Regions from separate parts of the Mus musculus genome. Here regions 2 and 3 are each linked to region 1. A link is a contact called in public Hi-C data. All regions are on one chromosome and are shown on one strand. The core of a region is the stretch at or near the end of the contact, and the rest is flanking DNA. Distances in the headings are between cores, read along the strand shown. Region 1 has its middle 14 kb from the start of Slc30a5. Region 2 has its middle 39 kb from the start of Gm36475. Region 3 overlaps Gm36475 (a long non-coding RNA gene).

Region 1 (3,830 bases), core at 314-2,813:
ACCCTGTGCAGATGGTCCTGGGTTCTATAAGAAAGCAGGCTGAGCAGGCTGTGGGGAGCAAGCCAGTAAGCAGCACCTCTCCATGGCCTCTGCGGCAATCCAGGTTCCTGCCCTGTTTGAGTTCCTTTCCTGATTTCAGTGATGTGCTAGAGTAAGCCACATCTAATTCTTCCTCCCCAAGATGCTTTGATCATGATGTTTCACCACAGCAAATGATACCTCGAGTAAGGTAGAGATCATAGGCATGTTCCATTTGTATCCTCTATACCACCCCGAACTGATAATCAGTAAGTCTTATACACACAGAAATAAACAAAAAAACAAAACAAAACAAAAAAACCAAATAACAAACCCAAAACACTTGTTTAATAAAAATGTAAAACAAAAGAAACCCAAGCCCCCAAACTGAAACAAAACACTAAAAAAACCCGTCTCCCCCCCCTCCCCCAAACTCAAATCTACAAATCTCCACAATATACCAAGCCGAGAGAAAAACTGATTAATGAGCCATAAGTTGCATCATTGTCTTGTTCAGGAGATGAGTCATGACTGAGATGCCAGGGTCTCCTCCCGCATCCCTGTGGGCACAGCATTCGGGGACAGAGATCAGCTGTAAGCACACTAAGTGGCTGTACTTGTCATCACTAGGAAACTTACAGTCATCAGTCTTGGAGTTCTGTGCTCGCAGCCGTGGCCCCTAATGTACAGAGCTGACTGGAGGTTACTTACAGAGAAGCGTGCTTTAGTCAGCCCAGGCTGTTTACCAGTGCACCACAGGCAGCGTGGCTGCTGAAGCAACCAACACAGATATTTATTATGCCTTATAACATTAGCAAAATTATAGTTATGAAGTAGCAATGAAAATCGTTTTGTGGTTGGGGGATCACCAGAACATGAGGAGCTATATTGAGGGTCTTGAACTCACAGCCCCAGGAAGGTTGAGATCCACAGACGCAAGGATCCCAACTTGAGTGTGGGTGGTCTTGTTCTCACAACTGAACACAAACCTTATTAGTGCTCAAAGGCCCCACTTCCAAATGCTATCACCTGTGATGACTGGGGTTTCAACATAAAAGCTTTGGTGGCGGGGTAAACAAATATCAGTACAAACGGGTGTGGTGGTTTACAACTATAATTCCTAACGTGTGAAAGTAGAGGCTGGAGGGTCCGGAGCTCAAGATCACTCTCTGATACAGAGTAAATAGCCTGGGCTGCAGGAGACTGTCGCAGCCGCCAAACCAAATCCCATTCGCTCTCCAGCAGAGGCAGTGGCAAATTATATTGTAATCTCTATTTTAAAGAAAAGCTCAGTGGCTGAAGTTGGTGAGCCTAAGCTGTTCGAGCACTGTCCTAACGACAATGGGCTCACCATCTTCAGTCTCGTCATTCATCTGAGTTCATTTGTTAGGTATCAAGTGTTGTGTGATGTAATGAAGAAATCAGCCTGAAGAGAAGGGAGAGAAGAAAAAAATGTGAAGCCACTAGAGGACGATGTAATACAACAATACAATGAATCCAGACAGTACAAACACAGTGGAAGCTCCGCGGAGTGGGCGGGCGGGCACTGCAGCCTCCCGGGACTGGGGAGCGAAGCTGGCCTTCAGCTGCATCTTCCCATCTGCCCAGGGAAAACAGCTCACGCGTACTTGAGAACTCCCACTTTAGAGGCTGACTTTGGATGAGTTTTACTGAAAGTCTAGCGTGTCTTTGGCCGATTTTCTGCCTCTTGCAGGTCTCCTGAACTTCTTTTCCCTCTCAGAAAAGCTCACCCCTGGGAATGGGCTAGGATGTGGCTCAGTGAGTAGAACGCTTCTTTTCCTCCCATCCTAACCCTTGCTTTCAGTTCCAAGGAGCCAGTAAAAAAAAAAAAAAAAAAAAAAGGCATGGTGGTCCGTGCCTGTAACCCTCAACTCCTGGGAGTTGGAGGCAGGAAGATCAGAAATTAAATTTAAAGTGGCAAGTTGCAGGCCCTCTGGGTTACATGAGACCTTGTCTCAAAAAAAAAAAAAAAAAGGTTATTTATTTATTTATTTTTCTGTTGAATGCAGCTGGATTTTGGGTTTTGATCACCCAGAGGCTAACTTACTTTCACTGTAATACATTTTGATTTTTTTTTTTTTTTCATCATTTGGATTACTGAGGAGTTTCTAATTCATTCTTTTTTTTTTTTTTTTTTTTTTTTTTTTTTGATTTTTCGAGACAGGGTTTCTCTGTGTAGCCTTGACTGTCCTGGAACTCACTTTGAAGACCAGGCTGGCCTCGAACTCAGAGATCCGCCTGCCTCTGCCTCCTGAGTGCTGGGATTAAAGGCGTGCGCCACCACGCCCCCCCTAATTCATTCTTGAAAAAAATTATTTAATTAATTTTAAACAGAGTTTCACTGGCTAATCTGGACCTCTATGTAGGCTAGGCTGGTCTTGAGCTCACAGAGATCCATCTGCCTTTGCTCCACACCTGGCTCAATAACACTTTGATATCAAGCTGGATAATTGTTTGAAATTGGGCCTCATTATATACTGCAAAATGGACTTTAACTCACACATGTAGCTGAGGCTGGCCTTGAACTCTTGATCCTCCTGCTTGTTGGGATTCTGGGTATGTGACGCTATTTCCAATTTAAGTAATTCTTTGAATGTGTTCCCTTGTTTCGTCCTTTCATACTTGTATTTCCATCACAATATGATCTGAGTGGAGACTTTGAGAATGTCAGTAGTGTTCTTTTGATGAATCTTTGTATTTAAAAAGGGCACCAGAATATTTGTCTTGGATTTATAAGTATTTAAAATTACTTACTGGAGTCCTCAGTCACTATGAGTTGCATATCGAGTGCTTGCCTCCATAAAGCATGCCCTTAGCATGCACTAGGTGAAATGAATAGACCCCTGAGTGGGGGAGGGGGGCTCCACAAGTTCTTGAGGAATCTCAGAGAGAGACAGAACAGAAACCCTGTCAGAGTTCAGCTTGCTTGTCCATAGGTCACAGGAAATTCATGTCCAGAGCCTTTTGTTGAGGGAAGTGGCACTGGGAAGTTCCTGATTCATAGATCGTCATATTCTAGATGAGTATGATGCCTATGGCCGATGCTTTATCTAAGGTCATTTCAAGATCAGAAACATCAACATTGTTAAGTTTGTCTTTGTTAAGGTTTTTATTGCTGTGAAGAGACACCCTGACCACATCAACTCTTATTAATTTTTTTTTTTTTAAATTGAGGCTGGCTTATAGTTTCAAAGGTTTAGTCCATTATCATCAGAGTGGGAAGCATGGAGACATGCAGGCAGACAGGGTGCTGGAGAAGAAGCTGAGAGTTCTACGTCTGGATTGGTAAGTAGCAGGAGACTGTGCCACACTGGGAATAGCTTGAACATAGAAGACCTCAGAGCCCGCCTCCACAGTGACACACTTCCTCTATCAAGGCCACTCCTACTCCAACAAGGCCACTCCTATTCCAACAAGGGCATACTTCTTAATAGTGTCACTCCCCCTGGGCTGGGCATTCACCAACATGGAGTCTATGGAGGCCACTCCCTTTCAAACCACAAAGCCTAAAGCAGGTTCCCCTGATGGCAATGTTGCTGACATTGTCCTAAATGACAGCCTGGGCACAGGTCAGGATGGATTCTGACCAGGTAAACAAAAAGGTCTCCAGTGGATAAACAAAAGCGCCAACTTGTCATTTCCCAGAAACCTGGGCGGGGGGGGGGGGGGGAGGGGGAAGTGGGTTTCTGCTTGTTAGAAAAGCCATTCATTTTTTTTAACCACCCCTATAGCTAACCACCTCCAGCAATTGGGGTATGGTTCTCAATTAAGCAAGCTTGCAACAGATCGAA
Region 2 (3,806 bases), core at 1,038-3,537, 650 kb after region 1:
TCCAAATTGGAAGGCTATGGCTGAGGAAATGAAAGAGACTGGGCCAACCATCACTTTCTGGGTTCCTCTGCCCTCCTGTCCTAGATCATACTGTACTTCGCATGTAATTTATAAATAAAAAGGATTTTCAAAATGAGTTTTAAAACAGCATTGGAGTAAATATGACTGTGTCATGCAGGTTGTACCTGTGGATGGTGATATCTGAGCCTTCTTCAAAATGGTGTAATCGGTCATGAGTGCCATTGGTGGGGGGGGGGGGGTCCCATGATAAAGAGGCTCTATGTAAGGGTGGTATTTAGAGTAGTAATTACTTAGGTTATGAGAAAAATGTGGTTTTGACTTTGACTCATGGATCTTGGTTTGGAAAGAGCAGCAACTGAAGAAGGGGTCTGGATTTGGTCCTGGTATCGGCTACCACAGTGCCAGCATCTCTTACTCAGTAGAGATAAAATTACCAGGAATTCTGGAAAGTAAGTGACTTAATAATGTATAAGTTTATATACTATTATCTCTTTTCTCTCAGAGAAACTAAGGCCCACATTTGTCAATGATGTATAGAAAATGCACCAAATTCTCCCATCACAAACTCTGAGATTATAGGCAGAAAAGACTGTCAAGTTATGTCTATCTATTCAAAATGGGCAGGTCAACACCTTACTGTAGAATAGGGAGGATCCTTGAAGATGGCTGACCTAATCTATACTGTAGGTTGAGCTGAGAACAGGATGGGGGTCCTAAGAGCTGATCCTGCCATTCAGCCCTGCTAGGCTCTCTGGGAAACAGCCTGACCTCCTGTTCTTTCCATTCAGTCTCCAGTTTCCCTGAGTGGAGGAAATGCTGCTGCTATTCTCGAGTCTCTTTGGTGATGTCGAAACTACGGTTCCAGTGTAGAAAGAACATGCTTTGGATTGACATGGCCAACTGTCACTGTGAGATCACATTTGCACAATAATGAGATGATATCAATATCAGAAGGCTGATACAAGAATTAAAGAAGATAAATTTATGCAACAGGTTTTTTTTTAAAGATTTATTTACTGGTTATATGTAAGTATATTATAGCTGTCTTCAGACACACCAGAAGAGGGCATCAGATATCATTATGGATGGTTATGGGCCACCATGTGGTTGCTGGAATTTGAATTCAGAACCTTCAGAAGAGCAGTCAGTACTCTTAATCTCTGAGCCATCTCTGCAGGCCAACTGTCTTTTAAATATGAGCATTATATTCTGCATATTCTTTTCTGCCCTTTTTGGAGAAAAGCTGGCACCATATTCTGCTATTGTATTCTCCGCTTTCCCTTATTTCTGCAAACTTGAGGTAGAAACCCTGCCTCTTAGTTGTAGTTTTAGTCTCTTAAGTTAGAGACATAACTACCAACAAAATCTATCTCAATTCACTAGATTTTGGAGCTAATGTAACACTCTGGTCAGATAAGAAAGCTTGACTTAAGACCTGGATACATTAACTCAGAGTCATAACACATAGAAGAACAGAACCCTGTCATTCTAGATTGAATGCTGATTTTGGGAAAACACACTAACAAAGAGTTACTGTTGATGTGCCTGAACACAAAGATAGCAGGGCAGGTGGCTTAGAACACACTTTAAAACAGTAATAAAATTGGAATGTCTAGTTCATATCTACACTTCTAATAACTGCAGCTAGCAACACCCTGTTGATACGCTAAGCGTCCCTGCATTGCAGGGGGTACCTTGCACCCATGGTGGGCTGGTATGAATGACATCTGACTCTACATGTTTCAATGAAGAGAGTCAAACAATCTGCCAATCTTGAGGTAATTTATATAAGAAAACTGCATTTAAAAAAATCAAATGCAAGAAAGAAAAAAAAAAGCAGGGTTAGATTAGTCAAAAACCCACTAACCACAAAGGAAGCACAGATATGCCAATCCAACAAAGCTGTGCGCCACAGGGAACGCACAATCGCAAGCTGTTTCCAAGAAAGACAACCAAGTTCCCTATAGAGAGAAAGCTTTTCCAGAACATGGTATTTGTATTCACTGGGCTTCTTAGCTGGAAACAACAAACTCTGGATCAATTTTACTGAAAAAAAAAATTTCTTGAAGACAGATTTAACAGCTTCATAAATGCCTAGAAGATGAAAAGCCAAGAACTCAAGAAGGCCAGGACAAGAGCCAAAACTACACCAGGGGAATTTTCTGGGGGAGCTAGTATATTAGTTTGCATGCGTTGCTATAACAAAGTGCCATAGGCAGGCAGTTTAAACAACAGAGATTTATTGTCTCAAGGTTCTGGAAACTCAAAGGCCAGGATTTTATCAGAGTTAGTCCTTTGGGGAGTTGTAAAGGACGGTTCGCCTCCTGGCCTCTCTCTTTGGCGTGTAGATAATTGTCCCTGTGTGATTTTAGTGCTCTCTTATGTCTGTTCACACTGTCTCCCCTCTACACACACAGGTCTCCAAACTGTGGCTGGATTAGGGCTCATTCTAACTTGACTTTCTCTCTAATGACCCTATCTCTAAATGTGCTTTGAGTTCGGTATTCAGCATATGAATCTGGGGCTATGGAACAAGCCAATAGGTTTCAGGCAGCCCTGTCTCCTGCCAAACTTGGGCACTTGGACCATGTTACTGCCTGGGCTTGGTCACATGGACAAATTACCGGGGCAGAAAAGAAAAGGAAAATAGAATCTGATTTGCTCTGTTAGAGTATGAGGTGGGTTTGGCCAGCTACCAGGGGTCCTGTTGTAAGAATGCCCGTGTAAAGAGAGGAGTCTACCAAGAATCACACTGTGACAGTTCCCCGTGTGATGGAAGGAGGGGGAGCGGGGCTCTGGGCCAAGTAGTTAAGACCCACAACAATCATTCACTCTACCAGCTGAGTTATCCTGTGGAAGTGGAGCTGTAGGAGGGAGAAGGATTGTAGGAGCCAGATGGTCATGGGAATCACAAGAAAATAGCCCACAGAATCAACTCACAGGGGCTCACAGAGATTGAAACAACAATCAGAGAACTGGCATGGCTCTGACCTAGGTCCTGTGCATCGATGTCATGGTTGTCCATACTGTCCCCTGCTCTGGGGACCTTTACCTCCTACTGTGTTATCTGATCCAGTCTTAATGGGAGGCAATGTGCCTAGTCGTACTGTACTTGATATGCCATGTTTACTTGATATACCTAGGAGGCCTGCCCTTTTCTGAAGGAGACTGAGATCTGGGGAATGGAGTGGGGACTAGGAAAAGAAGAGGGAGGGGAAACTATGGCTGAGATATAATATACAAGAGGACAATAAAAAAGAAAAAAAAAAAACCACGAGGAGCCGCATCAATACGTTAAATGTTTGAAACGTTTTCTAATTATATTTTCATGCATTCATACAACATGGAATGACATATCAGCACTTTTAAAATCAACTAGTCTCTTCAAGTAGCCAGGGTTCTCTATGAAAAGAGGCCTTGGTAACATTTAAGAGAGGCTCTAGCACACAGCTACATGACAGAGGAACTCCAGTGGCTAATGGCGACCATTGTTAACTGAGGCCCAAGTCTATCTTTCATTCACACTGAGGAAACAGGGATAATAGAGCCTTTCTCCTCAAAACGGTTAATCCCCACTTTTACAGTCCCAGAAGACATGAGCCAGTTGTGGCTGTCCTTCTCTGTCTTCTCTGACTTTGCCACCATGACTGGCTGCTGTGAGACAGAAGAGCCTGGATTCTAGCACCCTTGGTCACAATCACTGATAAGCAGCAGATGTCATATCGTGAGGGCTCCCTTGGGCTAATCTTAGAAGGGCAGTGCCAGGGGGAAGGAGCAGTCCTTGT
Region 3 (3,884 bases), core at 5-2,504, 710 kb after region 1:
CACATTCATTTGGAAAATCAGCAAACTAACCTGGGATGATATCTCTTTGAGCAATAACATATATATGCCACATAGGCATGTGTCCTTCCCAAATAGAGCCGAGCTTTGGAGGTAGCTGTGCGGCTATCTCATGCCACACGCTGCCTATGATATATATCTTCAGTATATATATATTTATTGACTTAATTTCAGGAAATTTGAGAGTTTAGATTGGAGAAATGAGCAGAGATCATGAAGATCATAGAAAATGATCCGGTATTTGTAGCCTTGGATGGAGGATACCTTCTAATGCCTTTATTTGGAGGAGGAAAACGTGCTTTATGAGATAGGTTTTGTCATGTAACTCTGGCTAGCCTCAAACTTACAATGATCCTTCAGCCTCAGCCTCCTGAGGACTGGGATTATATCCTATATGTTATATATATATTATATCCTATATGTCTATGTCAGGTTCCTGTGGAGCCTTTGTCGGAGAGAATCGAAGAGAATATTTTCAAGTGGCTGTCATGAAACACTGTGAGCCACCCAAAGCATAGGGGGAGAGGGGAAGAGGTAAAGCAGGTCCATAGATGTTCAAATGAGTTAGTCTAGAGACTGAGGTAAGGCTAATGGCATTGCCACATCCCTACCTTTGCCACCTCCAGCCCTATACATCAGGGAGAGTCGGCTGCTTGGATGGCTTATCAAGCTGCCCCAGCCACCCTGAGTCAGAAACTGCCAGCATCTTGCTGGGTGGGTAGCTTTGCATCAGCCTCTTCTTGTTTCCTGTTAGTCTTCTGCTGCCAAGGTCAGATTCTCTGGTCACTTCCACATGGGCAGTGCTATGTAGATGATTAGATATAAAGGACTGTTTGTGTGTGTAGAGAAGCATTGCCTTCATAACATGGAAGAGGAACATATATTACAAGTTCTGGAACACCAGGTATCATCCCTTTAAAGAAGAACACATCCAAGCCTTTTAGATGATAAGAGACTCGAGTCAGATGCTATCTAAAAAAAAGGTAGAAAGAGAAAGTGCCATCCTTTCTTTACCCTAGAACAGTCTGAAACTTTCAGCATCTGCACTTTGTCTACTTTATGTAGATCACTACTTAGCCCCTACTGCTCCCCACGCAGGTCTCCCCTATGGCTATGAAACTTTACCACGTGTACTGGACATTCCTAGACTCCAGTTCTGGTTTCTTTTGTTTCAGCTTCATTTCTTATCATCAGGGCTGAGCCATACCAGCTGTCTCTTCCTGGTGCCGGTGCTGGGAGAGACAGAGGCTGCTCTAGCTTCGCCCCACCTTTTCCATAGGCGGGGCTTTCCATGGCTCTTTTAGCTCAGTGACCCCGCCATTTTTCACACCCTCCCTCATGGATCCCAGGACCCAGGAATGGCTACCTCCTCTGCTGCCATTCCTGAATGCCTCCCAAGTATTATGTTAATCTGCTGCTTTCGAATTGCAGCTGCTGCGCCCAGAGAAGGAAGAAAACCCTGGGGCCTCAGATGCTTCTGTGAGTGGGCTGCTCTTCCCTCTCAGAACGCAGAGTGCGGGGTCAGGCTCACAGCCTTTCTGGAGCAGCTGGGGGTTATTTTCGAAGTAGGGGCATTAAAGGAACAACAAGTGCAGTTGTCCAGGACTTTCCTCCATATGGAACTGTACAGAAGGTCAGAGGTTAGGGAGGAGCTAGGTTAGCTGAGTCTGCTTCCTGAGAAGTGAGCAAGGTTGCCACGAGACTGGCCCACAGACTCTCTCAAAGTCCCTTTCTTTTCTTCTTCTTTTCAACCTCTAATTCCCAAGAGGCTATGGGTATGGATTATCTCACTGTCAGTCCCCAAGCTGTTCAAAGAACACTGTCTATTCAATTTTCAAGAATGCATTTGAGGGGCCAGAGAGATGCTTTGGTAGTTACGAGTGCTTACTGCTCTTCCAAAGGACCTGAGTCCAGTTCCTAGACCACACATTGGATGGGGATCTCTGTCCAGCTCCAGGAGGATCCCAAAGGCCCTAGCTCACAGGAGCACCTACAATCATGTTCGCATAGTCACATGTATATGAACACATACATGCATGTAATTAAAAAGTGTAAAAAAAAACCTTAAAGAATAATGTATTTGAGCAGATGACCTTCCTTCAATCTTTATTATGAAGGTTGCAGACATACTTGCATTCCTTTTCTTCTAAATGAGAAATCTAACCTCAGTATGTAGCTATCGTAATCCTTTGTTCATAGGTAGGTGTGATAGATAACTCTTTGGGGGTTTGTTTTGTTAAGTTTGTTTGATTGGTTGGTTGGTTGGTTGGTTGGTTGGTTGGTTGGTTGGTTGGTTGGTTCGTTGATTTTTTGAGACAGGGTTTCTCTGTGTAACAGCCCTGGCTGTCCTAAAACTCACTTTTTAGACTAGGCTGGCCTCAAACTTACAGACATACACCTGCCTCTGCTTCCAGAGTGCTGGGCTTAAAGTTGTACACCACCACCATCCAACTCTTTTGTATATTTTTACATCTTTGTGTGATCATTTGTATCAACATTATTAGACAGTAATTGAGATTTGAGTTGTATTTTATGTTTGCATGCAAGGAACAGAGAGATCTACAATTAGAAAAACTTAAAAACTTTTAAGGAAAAGAAAATTTCCTATGAACCAGTACAGGAGAAGCTGCTTTAGAGTATTTTTAATGTTTGTATTCCTCCTTTGAGAATTTCATATAATATATTTTGATCATTTTCTTTCTCCTCCCCCAACACCTCCCAAATCCCCATACCTCCCTGCCCAGCCAACTTGATGTCCCTTTTCTCTCTTAATGCAAAAAGCCAAATGAAACAATCATCCAGTCGTCACAACAAGCAAACATGGACTCCCATTTGTGTTAACCAGCCATTCCTGAGCCCAGGGCTTGCCTTCGAATGCTCTGATATGCCCAGTGCTGCTCCGTTGAAGAGAACTGATTTTCATTCTTCCAGCAGCTGTCAGTTTCAAACAGCTTCTAGGTTAAGGGTGGGACTTACTTCCATTGTGCTGGGATTTTGTCCAGCTTGAACTTCACAGGTCTCCCGTGTGCTGTCACAGTCCCCATGAGTTCCTATGTGCTTCAGCTCTGTTGGGTCTGGAACATGATTCTCTAAAATCATACTTACTATATACTGGTCAGAAGCTGGTCCTAGCTTATCATACTAAGCTGCAAAGCAAGGCTAGGTAGCAGTAACACGACTTTTCTTAGAGCTCTGTGAGCTCATTTAAAGTCATGTTTCTAGACAAGAAGGAGGAGATAGATAACAGAGGACCGCCAGCAATCAGTGTCACAAAAAAAAATTTTTAGAGGAGTAAATTTGGGGAAGCATCTAATAGAACAAAGAATGGATATTCCAGATATGCAAACTAAAAGCTATTCTAAAAGTACAAATCACTGTCCAGATATATAAGCAAAGACAAATTTATACACGTCAATAGTAAATAATATCATTATATGTTAAGTCAACTGTGCAAAGTAAGGAATGCGTTGGGAAATTTGGAAAGCTGTTTCTGTAAATAATATGACTTGTTCTGGAATGTTTCACTTAAGATTGCTGTAATCCTCAGAGTTGTTAATTTGGTCAGTGACCTTGAGCTGATCAACCAGAAACTCAGATGTTGAAATCACTGCAGTCTCTAGAGCACCAGTTGCCAGAACAATTTCACCGTAGTGCTAGGAAACAGTGCCCCATGGGCTATCAAGTCTCTACATCCCTTTACAACAAAGTAGGCTACATAGCTGGACACTGAAGTCACAGCAAGCTGTAAGCTTGGTGTGTGTTTAAGAGCACAGAGGCCTCCTTGGGCATCAGACATGCACATGATGCACAGACTGACATGCAGACAACATCCAAACATGCAAAATAAAGTCATATTTAAATTTAAA

Evidence for each region. Hi-C and Micro-C count contacts between places; a contact is called where the count stands out from the background.
Region 2: a contact with region 1 is called in a Hi-C map of uterus, with 6 times the contacts expected there. The contact joins two enhancer-like sites. A contact is called at or near these places in 1 of 39 promoter capture datasets (hippocampal neurons), 10 of 484 Hi-C or Micro-C datasets (the BV-2 cell line, the HPC-7 cell line, the N1E-115 cell line and 5 more) and 1 of 115 datasets of contacts at active chromatin or transcription factors (embryonic stem cells).
Region 3: a Hi-C map of cerebral cortex shows a contact between it and region 1, with 2.6 times the contacts expected there. The contact joins two enhancer-like sites. A contact is called at or near these places in 1 of 484 Hi-C or Micro-C datasets (cerebral cortex), 5 of 115 datasets of contacts at active chromatin or transcription factors (bone marrow-derived macrophages, embryonic fibroblasts, embryonic forebrain and 2 more) and 1 of 9 other capture datasets (embryonic stem cells).

The regions. Positions count from the first base shown.
Region 1 is chr13:100,845,853-100,849,682 of GRCm38.p6, forward strand. No RefSeq gene overlaps it. Among named protein-coding and RNA genes, the nearest start is that of Slc30a5, 14 kb to the left of the region's middle. Within about 2 kb of position 1,564, at least 45 of the 459 cell types and tissues checked have an H3K27ac peak or open chromatin away from gene starts, as enhancers often do. A contact at or near this core is called in cerebral cortex and uterus, where this site is marked.
Region 2 is chr13:101,499,329-101,503,134 of GRCm38.p6, forward strand. No RefSeq gene overlaps it. Among named protein-coding and RNA genes, the nearest start is that of Gm36475, 39 kb to the right of the region's middle. Within about 2 kb of position 2,288, at least 10 of the 459 cell types and tissues checked have an H3K27ac peak or open chromatin away from gene starts, as enhancers often do. A contact at or near this core is called in uterus, where this site is marked.
Region 3 is chr13:101,551,972-101,555,855 of GRCm38.p6, forward strand. All of the region lies in intron 2 of Gm36475 (a long non-coding RNA gene), which reads left to right. Among named protein-coding and RNA genes, the nearest start is that of Gm41043, 5.8 kb to the left of the region's middle. Within about 2 kb of position 1,255, at least 18 of the 459 cell types and tissues checked have an H3K27ac peak or open chromatin away from gene starts, as enhancers often do. A contact at or near this core is called in cerebral cortex, where this site is marked.